Linked DNA regions of Zea mays: region 2 is linked to region 1. A link is a contact called in public Hi-C data. All regions are on one chromosome and are shown on one strand. The core of a region is the stretch at or near the end of the contact, and the rest is flanking DNA. Distances in the headings are between cores, read along the strand shown. Region 1 holds the start of LOC103654185 (probable alpha,alpha-trehalose-phosphate synthase [UDP-forming] 9). Region 2 holds the start of LOC100285916 (protein CYPRO4).

Region 1 (3,309 bases), core at 120-2,619:
TGTGTGTTCTTGTCAAGCGCTTTTTATTCGGTGGTTGGTTCATATTATTCATTCGAGTAGATTTTGTGTAGGGCAAGTCGTTAGCTATATTCTTCACTACTTCGTATTTGTTCAACAGATTATCTAATTTAAGTTGAGCAGGTTCAAACTTGTTCAGTTGTAATTAAAATCGACTGAACCGGTTTGCACCAGTGCAACTTTAATTTAACCTATCTCGAAGTTTTTAGTGAAAATTTTCAGGTATAGCCTATTCACCCCCCTCTAGGCTACTTTCAATCATCCCCCACGTAGAAAGACAACCAAACATCCCCGAGTCCCACGCTGGTTTTACACATGCCTTGCGGCTCATTCTCATGGAAGTCACCGTTGGTCGACCCTTCTCCTAGCCTATAAAGGGGGAGGCTGGCCTCATGGCAAGGGAAGAATCAGAGAGGGTCGAGAGGAGAGAGCTCTTAGGCAACTGGACACCATTAGACGAACACGAATCCACAAGGACGAATAGGAGGAAGAGGATCACCAACGAGGACATGGAGGCCGGAGCCCCGTTAAAGCCAAGACCTAGTTAGGACTCCACCCAGCAGCTTCTAAGCTCCACTTCCACCCCGATAAAAGACTTGGGAGCCTCTCATCCATCTCTCAACCGCTTGTAACTCCTACTATGAGTTTGATCATCAATGGTGTCGGTAGCGTAAGCCACCGATGACTGAAAGTAGGGGACGTTCTGCATGAACGAGTATAAACCTTACGCCCTCTGCAAACCTCCGGAGCCCCAAACACGTATACTAAATTTACTTGTCAGAGCGATGTATGAAACACCAACAATAAGAATAAAAAATTTACTATCCCCGTCTCAATTTATAATGTGCTTGATTTTTTTACTAAATTTGATTGGTTCGTCTTAATAAAGAAGTCTATAAAAAATAAAAAATCCAATGGCGTACTTAAAGTTAAATAATATCGCAATAAAAATTAATAATAATTATAAATTTTTTTAATAAGATGTACCGATCAAACATATGATAAAAAATATCAAAGAACACATAGATTGGTCCCGATATCGAGGGTAACAAGTGGTATTGTGGGTATTTTTATTAAACTTGAACTTGGTAAAGTATACTTTGGAATGATCTATTAATTTGTTGAATATAGAGTATAGATTTAGCGGATTAGTTAAAATCTCAATCTGATTCCGTGTACCAAGATCTGGTCAAACGGGCCCATGAACCCACCGTTAGCCGACCGCGACACTGATGCACCCAACCATCCCACATTCCCACGTCGGGGAAGAGCGGGGCAATGCCGTCATTTCCGCGGGCGAACGTTGTGGATAAGACTAGAGGCCCAAGCCCATGCGCCCATGCCGTCACACCTCCTACTCTGACCTCCGGGTCGCCCCGTCCGTGTCCGTTCCTTCTTCCTCGCCGCTCAGACACGCACACGCATATCCAGCTTGCCATATTTGTACCACCTGTCCTCCTTCCGTGCCCGAGACCCACCTCGGCGTTCTTATCCCCAGAAACTTCGGCAAAAGTGATCGATCCGTCTCCCACTCCCACCCCGACCGACCGACCGCCGAACGAACCCGACACACCTCGTCGCGTCGCGGCGCTTCTCTTCTCTTCATGCGCTATCGCCGCCGTTTCCACCTCTGCGACGCCCACAGATAGGCAGGAGGAGGACGAGGAGGCGATGCCTTCGCTCTCCTGCCACAACCTCCTCGACCTCGCCGCTGCCGACGAGGTGCCCCTGCCGTCGCCGACGCCGCTCCGCCTCCCGCGCGTCATGTCCGTCGCGTCCCCGGCCTCGCCCACCTCGCCGTCCCCGCCCGCCCCGCCGCGCCGCGTCATCGTCTCCCACCGTCTGCCGCTCCGCGCGTCGCCGGACCCTTCCGCGCCCTTCGGATTCAGGTTCTCCGTCGACGCCGGCACCGTCGCGTACCAGCTCCGCTCGGGGCTGCCCACCAACGCGCCCGTCCTCCACATCGGCACCCTCCCAGCGTCCGCGGCGGAGGCCGCCTCAGATGAGTTGTCCAACTACCTGCTGGCTAATTTCTCGTGCCTGCCGGTGTACCTTCCCACCGACCTCCACCACCGCTTCTACCACGGATTCTGCAAGCACTACCTCTGGCCGCTCCTCCACTACCTCCTCCCGCTGACGCCGTCCTCGCTCGGTGGCCTCCCTTTCCAGCGAACGCTCTACCACTCCTTCCTCTCGGCCAACAGGGCGTTCGCCGACCGCCTCACCGAGGTGCTGTCCCCCGACGAGGACCTCGTCTGGATCCACGATTACCACCTCCTCGCGCTCCCGACCTTCCTCCGCAAGCGCTTCCCGCGCGCCAAGGTCGGATTCTTCCTCCACTCACCTTTCCCCTCGTCGGAGATCTTCCGTACGATCCCCGTGCGGGATGACCTCGTCCGCGCACTCCTCAACGCCGACCTCGTCGGCTTCCACACCTTCGACTACGCGCGCCACTTCCTGTCCGCGTGCTCGCGGCTGCTCGGCCTCGACTACCAGTCCAAGCGCGGGTACATCGGCATCGAGTATTACGGCCGCACCGTGACTGTCAAGATACTCCCCGTTGGGATCGACATGGGGCAGCTCAGATCGGTGGTCTCGGCGCCGGAGACGGAGGACGCGGTGCGGCGGGTGACAGAGGCGTACAAGGGGAGGCGCCTCATGGTAGGCGTCGACGACGTCGATCTGTTCAAGGGGATCGGGCTCAAGTTCCTGGCGATGGAGCAGCTGCTCGTGGAGCACCGGGAGCTCCGCGGCCGCGCCGTGCTGGTGCAGATCGCCAACCCTGCCCGCAGCGAAGGGCGCGACGTGCAAGGCGTGCAGGACGAGGCCAGGGCCATCAGCGCCCGGGTCAATGCGCGCTTCGGCACCCCCGGGTACACGCCGATCGTGCTCATCGACGGCCCGGTGACGCCGCAGGAGAAGGCCGCCTACTACGCGGCCGCCGAGTGCTGCGTGCTGAGCGCCGTGCGCGACGGGCTCAACCGGATCCCGTACATCTATACGGTGTGCCGGCAGGAGAGCACCGCGCTCGGAGACGACGCGCCCAAGCGGAGCGCCATCGTGCTCTCTGAGTTCGTCGGTTGTTCCCCGTCCCTCAGCGGCGCGATCCGCGTGAACCCGTGGAGCGTGGAGTCCGTGGCGGAGGCCATGAACGCCGCGCTGCGGATGCCGGAGGCCGAGCAGCGGCTGCGGCACGAGAAGCACTACAAGTACGTGAGCACCCACGACGTCGCCTACTGGGCGCGGTCCTTCGACTCGGACCTGCAGCGCGCCTGCAAGGACCATTTCTCG
Region 2 (3,219 bases), core at 672-3,171, 150 kb before region 1:
AACAGTTAGTGGACTGCACCAGGTGTTCATCTGATAACGAAAGAAGTCGTAAAGAAATATAACAGATAAAACCTCTCCATCTCGCTAGATCCAACATGAAGATACACATGCACACCTTCATCTAAAATATCCAAAACATTTTTTTTCTGAAACTAAGACATAATTGGAAGAGAATGCATAATGAATATAAACATTACAAACCACCTTTGCGGTCAAAATAGTTGGACAATCATGTTTCAAAATTCAAAGTTTTACACCACTCCAATCAATAATTTTTATACGCAGCCAAAGCCCTTGAAAAGTCAAATACCACAGTGAAAAAAACAAGTTTAACAAATTGGGAAAGGAAGTTGGCCACACAAACATTTGATGAAGAATATTAGTGAAGCGAAATTAAAGTTGGTTTTGAACTATCACCCTCCACAATAAGTTAGTGAGCACATAAATAAATCAATAAAACAATATAAAGCTATTCTCTTGAGTTTCATCACCATATGAATGACAAGGTTCTTACATTGGCTTGCCAAGCCTTCAAGGCTCAAGGGAAAACATGGAAAAAACTACAAAAAGAAGTTTCTACAAAACCGGGATAAGTTTGACAGAAGTGAGTGACCTTCGCAGAACTCCAAACACACGGAACTCATCTTCGAGTTCCCCGGAAGTCACGCGTGCATCCAAGTTGCCGACATACACACGGGCCATTGTGAACGAATCCTGAACTTAGTCAGAAGAGGCACAAATAGAGTTAAGTCAAATTAGCACCCCCAAACAATTAACCAAAAAAAACACATTGTAAACAATTTTCATGTCCAAAAGGTGCTAAGAGTAAGGGATGAGTATCATAAATCAAAACAGGTGGGTATCCGAAATCAAGACATGTCTCACAGAACATCACAGACACCACCTGCCACAAATCCTGGTAATGAGTAGCCGACCAGATTCGGAATCCAACAATGTTCTAAACAAAAATTAGTACCAGCCGATGTTTTGCTGCTACAGCAGCAAATTTACAACAGAGTGGTCAGAATCATATTTGGAAGTCTAAACAATTACCGACCCTTGCCAGCAAAGTTAGATCAGATCCTCATTCCCTAAACCAAGGAGGTACCTCTATTGACCCAAACGAACAGGAGAACAGGTCATTGCATGATAAATCGGATGATATAAGAATACTAAAGAACGTCAAGCGGATTCGATACGGATTCGCAACAACTCCAATCCAATCACGAGATGGGCACAGTATGACGACTCAAACAGAAGGGGCACGCGGATTGCGCGCGACCAGCTCATGAGGAGATGGCGTCGACAACAACCAGTTACGCTTCTAGGGTTCCAAAAGCTTGGAGAGACTAACACAGATGCGGAATCAGACATGAGACTGGATCAGAGAGCTTTGTTGTTACCTACGCGGGAACAGATGAGAGCAGTCGCGAGTAGCACGTCCAAGTTCCCGCCTGCGGCAACTGCGGCTGCAGCGTTGGCGGCGGCGCAGGGCAGAGTGAAGCGAAGAACCTTCTGGTTGTGTGGAGCCGATGGGAAGGAGAAGGACGGGTTGTCTGTTCTGGAGACCGGGTGGGACCGTAGGAGTAGGAGGCCGGGCCATATATGGGGCTGATTGTGTGAGTTGAGTCGTACACTCGCGTGGGCCTTTTGGCTCCTCGGGCCATATGCCCATTAGCAACCCTGCTTTCTCCAAGTCCGGGCCCAACACCCACTATGGGCTTTCCTAGTCACCTCTCTCTCATCAAACTCAACACCAATCATCGTAGTTCGCCCCCTTCACGAAGGAACCTGCTCGGCCTCGCCGTCCCCGGCGCGTGGAGCGCGTCGCGTCCGCCACACGCACCGACCATCCCCTGCCCTCATCAGCAATCCCCGGCCCGCAGCGTACAAATACACGCTCCCCGCCGCTCCGACCTCACTTTCCCCGCCTCCATCACCAATTCACGATCTCCTTTCCCGCACCGCGCCCCGGATCGCCGGCTCGCAATTCCGGAGTTAAATTCCCCTCCACCGCAACCGTCATGGGCGGCTCCCACAGCCGCGAGGACGTCGATCTCACCTCCTCCGACGAAGAGGAGGAATTCGAGGACGACTATGACGCCCGATCACCCATCGCGGAGGCCGCAGCGAGCGCGGGGCAGCGCGACGACGACCTCCTCCGCACCGCCACACCTTCCTCGCTTGAGGCCATCGACGCCAAGCTCAGGTCGCTGGATCTCAAGTACCAGAGACCTACCGCCGCCAAGCTCTACCTCCACGTCGGCGGGGCCTCGCCTTCCGCGCGCTGGGTGCCCGCCGAGCGCCGCGCGACCTACGCATTCGTCGACCAGTCGAGCGACGACGCCTCCTCCCCCAGGTGGTTCCTAGAGGTTGGGCCGGGGCCGCGGGTCTCCGCGCCCGTGGACTCGGCGCTCCAGCTGAAGACGATCCCCGCGCAGCGCCGGGCGGACTTCGCCGCGAGCGGGTCCGTATGGGCTCTGCGACTACCCACCGACGCCGAATTGCGCCGGTTCAGGGTGGAGTACGAGCGCTGTCTTTTCGAGAACACGTACGGAGTGGAGGCCACGGACGAAGGGCGGAAGGAGGTGTTCGGCGCCGACTTCGCCGCGTGGGCGCGGCCTGCCGAGGCCGACGACACTGTTTGGGCCGACGCGGAGGAAAGCCTCACCCCTCCCGCCGCAGCACCAGGGAAGGACCTGCTTAAGGAGTTCGAGGAGGAGGCCGGCGACGGCGACAGCATCCAGAGCCTCGCGCTTGGGGCGCTTGACAACAGCTTCTTAGTCGGCGGCGCCGGGATACAGGTGGTCAAGAACTTCCGCCACGGCTTGCACGGGAAGGGCGCGTCGGTGAAGATCTCGGGAGGCCGTGGCGGCAGTGGGAGCGCTTATTCGACGCCGAAGAAGGCACTGCTGATGCGCGGCGAGACTAACATGCTACTGATGAGCCCAGGAGAGGCTCTGCATTCCAATGGTGTTCACCATGTTGACGTTGAGACTGGGAAGGTTGTCGCAGAATGGCGGTTTGAGAAGGATGGAGCTGATATCACAATGCGAGACATTGCCAATGACAGCAAGGGAGCGCAGTTGGAACCCTCCGGGTCGACATTCTTGGGCCTGGATGACAACAGGTTGTGTAGATGGGATATGCGCGACGCCAGAGGCCGGGTGCAGACAATCGGTAGCTCATCAGACTCACCAGTGCTGAACTGGTCACAGG

The links. A called contact is a pair of places that touch in the nucleus more often than the background predicts.
Region 2: a Hi-C map of leaf shows a contact between it and region 1, with 10 times the contacts expected there. The contact joins the promoter of LOC100285916 here to the promoter of LOC103654185 in region 1. A contact is called at or near these places in 11 of 25 Hi-C or Micro-C datasets (bundle sheath, ear, endosperm and 4 more) and 2 of 3 datasets of contacts at active chromatin or transcription factors (leaf and seedling).

What each region holds. Positions count from the first base shown.
Region 1 is chr4:180,057,391-180,060,699 of Zm-B73-REFERENCE-NAM-5.0, reverse strand. It overlaps LOC103654185 (probable alpha,alpha-trehalose-phosphate synthase [UDP-forming] 9), which reads left to right and starts at 1,369. Exons shown (of 3, transcript NM_001329560.1): 1 at 1,369-3,309. The coding sequence starts at 1,690.
Region 2 is chr4:180,207,768-180,210,986 of Zm-B73-REFERENCE-NAM-5.0, reverse strand. LOC100285916 (protein CYPRO4) reads left to right here and starts at 1,921. Exons shown (of 2, transcript NM_001367228.1): 1 at 1,921-3,219. The coding sequence starts at 2,025. LOC100280612 reads right to left here and starts at 1,577. Exons shown (of 6, transcript NR_176461.1): 1 at 1,404-1,577.